2 separate regions of the Hordeum vulgare genome follow, and region 2 is linked to region 1. The links are chromatin contacts, called in public Hi-C maps. All regions are on one chromosome and are shown on one strand. Each heading gives the region's core, a stretch centred on a gene start, on an enhancer-like site or on the middle of the called end of the contact. The rest is flanking DNA. Distances are from core to core; before and after follow the strand shown. Region 1 holds the start of LOC123402168 (alpha/beta hydrolase domain-containing protein 17C-like). Region 2 has its middle 130 kb from the start of LOC123404753.

Region 1 (3,742 bases), core at 372-2,871:
TAGTTTAATAACAGCAGTGAAGGACAAGACAATCACTCCTAACCACAGAATTTTAAATTTACTAGAGCTTCTAGATCAACTGAATAAATCAACGGTTCTCTCATCAGAAACTCAAACTTAACTGGCTTAATATTTTCCATCCAATGCATAGGAAGCAACGGGCTAAAACTCCAACAAAAGAAGAAATTGAACCCAAAAAATGGATATACTTGTAAAGCAGTTACGGGTGTTACGGTAGGAAGATAACAACATAGATCGATTATTTTGGCATTTACGCTTTTTAAGAGAGCTGTGGACAAGACACGTGTGCCTGCATAATAATGTCATGGAAAGCTTCATTAAGAATTGATTTCCTGTTTTTTCCTCACTAGACTCTATTAGTGAAATGTTCTAAGAGTGGTAGTATCTAGTATGTAACACCTAATCTGAACAAATACATCAATTTCTGGCCAAAAATAGGAACTAAGTCTTCGGTCACCTCCAGTAAATCACATGAATCATGGATTATCCAATCACAGACAGGCACATTTAATCCAAATATCCTTCTTCCTACCCAAGCCTGAACAAATTCCAGATACTTCTAGCAACCACTTAAAGCAGGCATTCCCAACAATCTACAAAAACCACAAAATAACTCACAATTCGGTAGCAGTTTATTCTAATCATAAGTAAGAATTTGAGGAGGAACAAAATGATTTGACACCATTAGCAGACGTATCAGTGACAAATACCACATCATATGCTTCCATGAAACCAGGCACTAGCACACATGAGAATGAACACTTCCATCCAACCCAACAAGCCACACGCAGATTAGTACTGTAATTGGTTTAATTTAGACTAGCGTTAGCAAATCCAACACCAAAGCCTTAACCCAATCACGCAATACCAGAAGAGAAGTTGGCATTTTTCGTCCAATCCAAGATGCGACCATCCTCCTACTGACCCGCAATCCGAACATTTCCACCGAGGAATACCTCTTCCTTTCCCCAAAGCCCGCTAAAAAGTGTGGCTTTGATCCCCAGAGAAACGCGGCCTGGGAGATCCAGGACTGTTGCCCGAATCTAAAGTCTAACCCAACCCGATCCAGCTTGCGTGCGTGGGTGCGTGCGTGCGTACCCCATGAGGTTGACGTTGAGGTGCGCGCTGAGCTCGACGAAGAGCTCGTACATCTGGCCCAGGTCGGCGGCGTTGCCGTGCGAGTAGAGCAGCGTGAGCTTGGCGCCGGTCTGGCGCGCGTACATGGCGACCACATCCGTGCCCCGCTTGGTCCTCAGCCGCCGCGCCTCCACGTTGGCCCTCCGCGGCACCCCCGTGAGCTCCACCACGACGCTGCCCTCCTTCCCTTTCGCCTCCCCCGGCCCCGCCGCCGCCGCCGCCCCGGCGGCATCGGGCGGCGGCAGGGGCTCGATGCCGTAGGACGGCGGGGTGGGCGGGAAGAAGGCGAAGCGGGCCGCGACCGTCGAGGTGACGCCGCCCATCCCCGCGGGGAGGCCTGGCTGGCTAGGGCTGCGGCTCGGGTGAGGGCGAGGGAGGAGACGGCGAGAGAGGAGGGGGACGACGATGGGTAGTAGAGGAGGAGCGCGTTTCCGTTGCGCTGGAAGGGAAAGAGGGGAGGAGTGTGGAGGGATTTGTGGGCTGGGTGGTTAAGCTCTTGCGGTTTTGCACGGCAGGGATTACCGGTCTGGGTTGAGTAGACTAACTGTGGTGTGGTGGTTGCTGAGAGTTACTGCAACTGATTCCCAACAAATCCTTGCTAAAAAAAAGAGTGTTGCAAAACTGAAATTGCTATTAGGATTATATTTACCATTATATTTTTTCACCGTTGGTTATAAAATAAGAAGTCAGTACGGCGTAGTAATTTAATAGGCACACACTAATTAGACCTTTTGAAATGGATAGTATCATAAATTAGTAGTACCTTATAAATGATCTTAATTTTTAACATGCATCTTTATGATACAGTGTCATGATAAGATACTCAATCATATGTGCTTTAGTTGATATCTCGTCAAAATTGCTTAGATTGGTTAGAATGTGAGTATAATAGGTAAGTATTATGCATGTTAGTTAGACATTTTTGCTCCCCCTAAAAAATCGAGCATCATGATGTTATACTATAATATCATACTTATTAAATGATATAATAATAGTATAGCATGCACAATAACAAATGAGGTCACTCTGATAACAAGATATGATACTATGTGTTATGCAGGTAGTATCATACAATATCATAAAACATTAAATGATGTACTAGTTTGATCAGGTCTATTAAAAATACTTTAACATAAAGAACATCAAATTAATCAGGTTATATATATAAATATATTTTCATGATATGTGTATTTGGGTTCGAAGGTCTTAACACATTCTTTTCACATATAGTTAGTCCAACTTAAGCAACTTCCGACGGTTTTTTTGATGGCATAAAGAAAAAGTTGCATCCTCCTCGGCTTTTTTCATAAGCTGTCTTTCTTATTTGTTGGGGCTTCTGAACTAGTTATGAGATAACTAATTTAGAAGCATCAACAAATTTTAAGAGCTGTTTAAATTTTTTAAGCTGAAAAATGGCAGCTAATTTTTGTAAGACATCCAAAAAAAAACTGGTCCTTAAGCTAGTTTGACATGTGGCGATTATTTTGAGACAAGGAAAGTACTATTGAACTGCTTTTATTTTGGTTCGTAGGTGAGCGCGTCTCTTCTTCCTGGTACCAGCCATAATGATGATATAAAGATCAAGGTTCACATGCATCCGTATCAACCACCGTTGCTCTCATGAACCATAAGAAGGCCAGACATCTATCTTTTCTTCCACAAAGGAAAAGAAAAAAAGAAGAAAAAAATGAGGAGCCCGACGCTGATCGATCACGTAATTATGGAAAGGTCGAGGGGCCGATCCAGCAACAACCTTGGAGGAGATGCGCTGGATAGGATGGGAAGGCAGCTCCGGGCCATGGCCCGTGGCCGGTGGTGGGGACGCCATTATTTCCGGCGAGAGGAGGAGATATATGCTTATCTTTCGCTCAGGGCTAATCGCCTAGCCCACCGTTAACTGGATTCCCACCCTTCCTCTGACCAGCGGGCCGTGCCTGAGCGCGGGCCCGCCGTAAGTGTACCTAGTAAAAAACCTCAGCGTCAAAGTCTCGAGTGCTGACTTTTTCTTTTTCTTTTTTCTTCTTTTTGAATGAGCTCCTCGAGTGTTGACTTGGCCACCTTCGATTTTCTTTGGTTTTACTAGCAAAATGGTCCGTGCGTTGCAACGGAAGAAAAAAATACTACACACTTTTAATCTTTTTATAATCATTTTGATTTATTAAAATAATAAGCTAACTAACTAATGTAGTCAGTCCTGTCCTATTTTGTTGAGAAATCAACCCGTCCATTGTTAATTCCACCATGATGAGAAATTGAGCGGAACAAGCAAAGCAAAACAAAAAAGGCTACGTGAATTGATCAATGGATTATTGTCTTATTTCACTCATGGAGTAGAGAATGTGGGATCACATGACAAATTGAAGGTGGTGTTTCATTCTCTGTCTCTACAACAATGCAATCTTACATTCAATACATTCATTCATCAGCAAACAAATCCCCACAAAACAAAATTTCTTGCCGGTGCTTGGTACACGGTTGGAGGCATGGGAAAGGGATCTCACCAGATGATGAGTTCCTGCCGAAGGAGGGGATACGATGGGGGAGCAAGGGTTAGGCGCCTCTATCTGGCCATAAGGAGTCGCCC
Region 2 (3,742 bases), core at 479-2,978, 320 kb before region 1:
GCAGCTGGAGCCGGCTTGCGAAGCTCGCTCTTGTTGTGAGCGAAGCGGCAACCGTCGTCATAAATGGAGTATCCTCTCGTGAAGTGTGCGCACAACTTGGTCTTGAAGCCATTAAATTGCCCTTGGCAAAGCACTGGTAGATGCTCCTACATCATAGCACCGGCGTGCTTGCTCACGTGCCTTCCAGCTCCACATTCTTCATGTCGACGTCCCGGATCAAGCCAAAACCTGTAAATGTTTCGTGCTCCGTATCTTAATATATAGGCACGTAGAACTCGTGTGTGTTCTTAGAAACATCAATGTCAAAGACTATGAGAGCAAATACAATAAAGTGATGTAGACGAGTTGTAAGACTTTAAATATTATACTTTTGTTAAGTTAAGGAGAAAGAAGAGGATATAGAAGAGAAGCGGACTACTAATTAACAGTAAGTTGCACACTTGCTTCTACAAACTCTGTGTGAGTGTGAGGTCGGTCATGTACCAACAAAGTAGAGTACATATTTATATCCAACTATTGTACTTCACGGCTATAAACTTAACTATATATGACATGACAACATCATATAACCAGCAACTGGTAGGAATAAAACAAATGATCCGATTCGTAAACATTTTTTTTTAAATTTATGGATATATGTTTAACTTGTGGATACTCTTTGATCTTATGCACGTGTTGTGATTTTTTTTATTAATGTATGTATAGCCGGCCACTTTCCATCCAAGAAACAAAAACACATTGAATAAAAACATGATTTTCCTTTTCAGGCATCCCTCGTTTTCATTTTTGTGTCACTGTTGTTTCCAAACACGATACACAATGTCGACAAGTACAAACATATACATTCATTTCTATAAACGCGGACACGCTACTCCTATATGCATTTTATAAAGACTGAACCGACATAATATTTTAAAATTGATGAAATCATCATCGATACATTAGAGTCAACGGGAACGTCTCCTACCACTCGGCACAAATCATCAGAATACCTGAAATAAGTACAGAAAATGTGAGCATTTGTATCAAGTCTACAGTAGTACGATTACAATCTTTGTAACTTAAATTAAGATGCTTTTTTGCAGTTTAATGAGAGCGTGCAAAACGCTTAAAAAACAAATCCCCTTGGATCTGGCTTGGGTCTTGGATCGGGCAAAGATCAGATGACCATGCGTTTGTGTAGAACTCGAGCAGGTAGCACAGGGCACCAAACAGTGCATGATCAGCGGCACCATGGCTCAGATCAGAACACCCCAATGATGGCGCGCGCACGCACACACACAAACAGCGTGGCGTGGTTTGATCACTGGGGCATGCCCTCGCAAGCGAACAACGCATCATTCTGCCGCGTCTCGTGCATGTGGCCCCGGTCACCACCTGGCCGGTCTCGGCGCCCGTCTTGGATTCACCTCGCCTCATCAGCTCGACCTCGGTTGTTTTCCGAATCGGACTGAACAGTGCCCGGTTTAGAGGTGTACAGAAACAGCCATCTGAATCAACGGACGAAACGAACCTGGGAAGGAAGGAAGGAAGGAACGAGCCTACTGCTGCCTGCTGATGGTCCATCCAAGTTCCAACTACGGGTAGGTTTTTGGTGGGTGGGTGGGGGTGCTCAGCTGCCGATAATTGTTCTCGGGGTTCAAGTTTTGGCGGCGAGTGGTTGGTTGGATGGATTCATGCGCGGACAGCGGCGTTGCACCAGGGCGGAGGAGCAGACACGTCTGAAATGCATGATGCATCGTGCATGCAACGGTCCAAACAGAAGCAGTGCAGAGCGGGTGAATAATAGCGTCATGATTCGTTAAGGTGTAGTTGCGGAGAGGTTGGCTTCTGTCCAGACTGGACCGGGAGCATGGGTGCTCGGGGCAACACGCTTCAGGATTCAGCAGGACCCAGGGTTTGCCCGGGATGTACCCGTTGCTTTGGTGCTCGATGTTGAGGGGGTGTATGGAAACCGGGGATTTGATGCTCGTGGTTGCAGCCGAGGATCACGAGTTCGTTTCTCTAATGTCCAGGAGCTCAAATTCGCGGTCTCTGACCAACATGGCACCGACGCCCGTGTCGAGCTATAGCGCTTATGGTCACCGTTGAAAGCCACAACAAACTTAGTACTATAGCATTATTAGTTTGTTTGTCAGTTTCTCCGTGATTTGATACCCTGTCCTCGATGTCCTATCGATGATGAGCCCCGGGCTAGTTGAGCATCACAGGTCCTCATCAAGCATAACTAACTAACCTAACCACGCCTACCTAGCCTCACCGGTCACCGCCTAATACGAGGACAGGTCGCCTGTGCCAGCCCCATAAAGGACACGACCCATACGACTAGCGACGTGTCAACGTCTAAGTGTCACGTCGAGTAAGACCGCCAGTTAGGAGCACGTCGAGAAAGACTTCCAAACTGAAAGTACGAGCTCAAAAATATACTCAACTGCGTCAACGAAACAAAATGTGAGAGAATGCACCTCAAGGCTCAAGCGTCAGCATGTCACGGGTGCTTAATCCAGACCGGAATACAACTCCCTTGTGATACTGGATTCCCGCCGTGGCCTCCGGATTGCCAAGTTTTTTTTTAAAGGTGACCCTCTACCTCATTTCATTAAAATGAAGCAGCCAAATAACCAAGTTACAGATCAGCGATCACCAATAACTAAACCAAAAAGCATCCAACCCGGACACAACACTCAGGAAATGTTTGAAAGGAGGGGCTGAAACGACCGCCAAATGACAAGAAAAAAGAAAGAGAATCCAAGCAGTATGGGCAAACATCAGCAACAATCTTAATTCTTATTATTACACCGACCAAGGAAAATAATCAGATGCTCAGATCCATGCTATCCGCTTGAGCTCCCCCCGGTGCTTGTCCAGCAGAAGGATGAATCGCCTCAATGTGTCCGCTTGTGCAGTGTCGCACAGAACCATCCAATGCTGCAAAAATCCCTTTTAGCTTGACAAGGCCGCAACCCATGCCTCTCCATATGCGCCCCTGAAAACAGAATTCATTCCTCAATCTTCATATGCTCCATAAGGAGGCAGCAGTTACCAAATTAGGCACATATCTTTTTTTTGTTTAATCTCCACAGAGAAGAAACATTACCAAAGCATAGAATTCTACACATATGAAACAAACTCACATATTGACCAAATACTACCAGCATTAACAGAGTCAAAGAACAGGTGTTGAATAGATTCAACTTCATTACAAAGCAAGCAGGATAGATCATCCACTATTTTCCTTTTAGCCACATTATCCCTAGTTAAAATTTTGTTGTACACACACAACCACAGAAAAACATCAATATTTTGAGGACACAAAGTTTTCCATAGAGTATCTCCAAAAGGAGAAATAACACCACCAAAGTTAATGCAATTGTAAAAGGATTTCACTGAATATTTACCATTAGGCTCTAGGAGACAAACAGACAAGTCCTGGGATTTCGACAAAGGGAAACTTCTAACATGTTCAATAAGTTGTTCCCACCTCACCATAACCTTGTGATCCACACAATGTGTAAAGGAAAGTTTAAGAGTTATCCCATCCAAAACCTGGGACACCGAGCATTCCTGTTAGTTGCAGATATCAAACCGGTCCCAAAATCTGACTTAAAGGGAACAATCCCCAGTCCATGTATCATGCCAAAAACTAATATTATTACTATTACCAATTTTCCAGGAATAAAAGTTTCTCGCAGCTTGTAAAGCCGAGGAAACACTCTTCTAGAAGGGGAAGCCTACCTGTTGT

What was found. Hi-C and Micro-C count contacts between places; a contact is called where the count stands out from the background.
Region 2: a contact with region 1 is called in a Hi-C map of seedling, with 2.5 times the contacts expected there. The contact joins the enhancer-like site here to the promoter of LOC123402168 in region 1. A contact is called at or near these places in 2 of 6 Hi-C or Micro-C datasets (leaf and seedling).

What each region holds. Positions count from the first base shown.
Region 1 is chr6H:161,750,708-161,754,449 of MorexV3_pseudomolecules_assembly, reverse strand. LOC123402168 (alpha/beta hydrolase domain-containing protein 17C-like) reads right to left here and starts at 1,621. Exons shown (of 6, transcript XM_045096046.1): 1 at 1,120-1,621. The coding sequence starts at 1,481.
Region 2 is chr6H:162,072,522-162,076,263 of MorexV3_pseudomolecules_assembly, reverse strand. No RefSeq gene overlaps it. Among protein-coding and RNA genes, the nearest start is that of LOC123404753, 130 kb to the right of the region's middle. Within about 2 kb of position 1,728, at least 3 of the 3 cell types and tissues checked have open chromatin away from gene starts, as enhancers often do. A contact at or near this core is called in leaf and seedling, where this site is marked.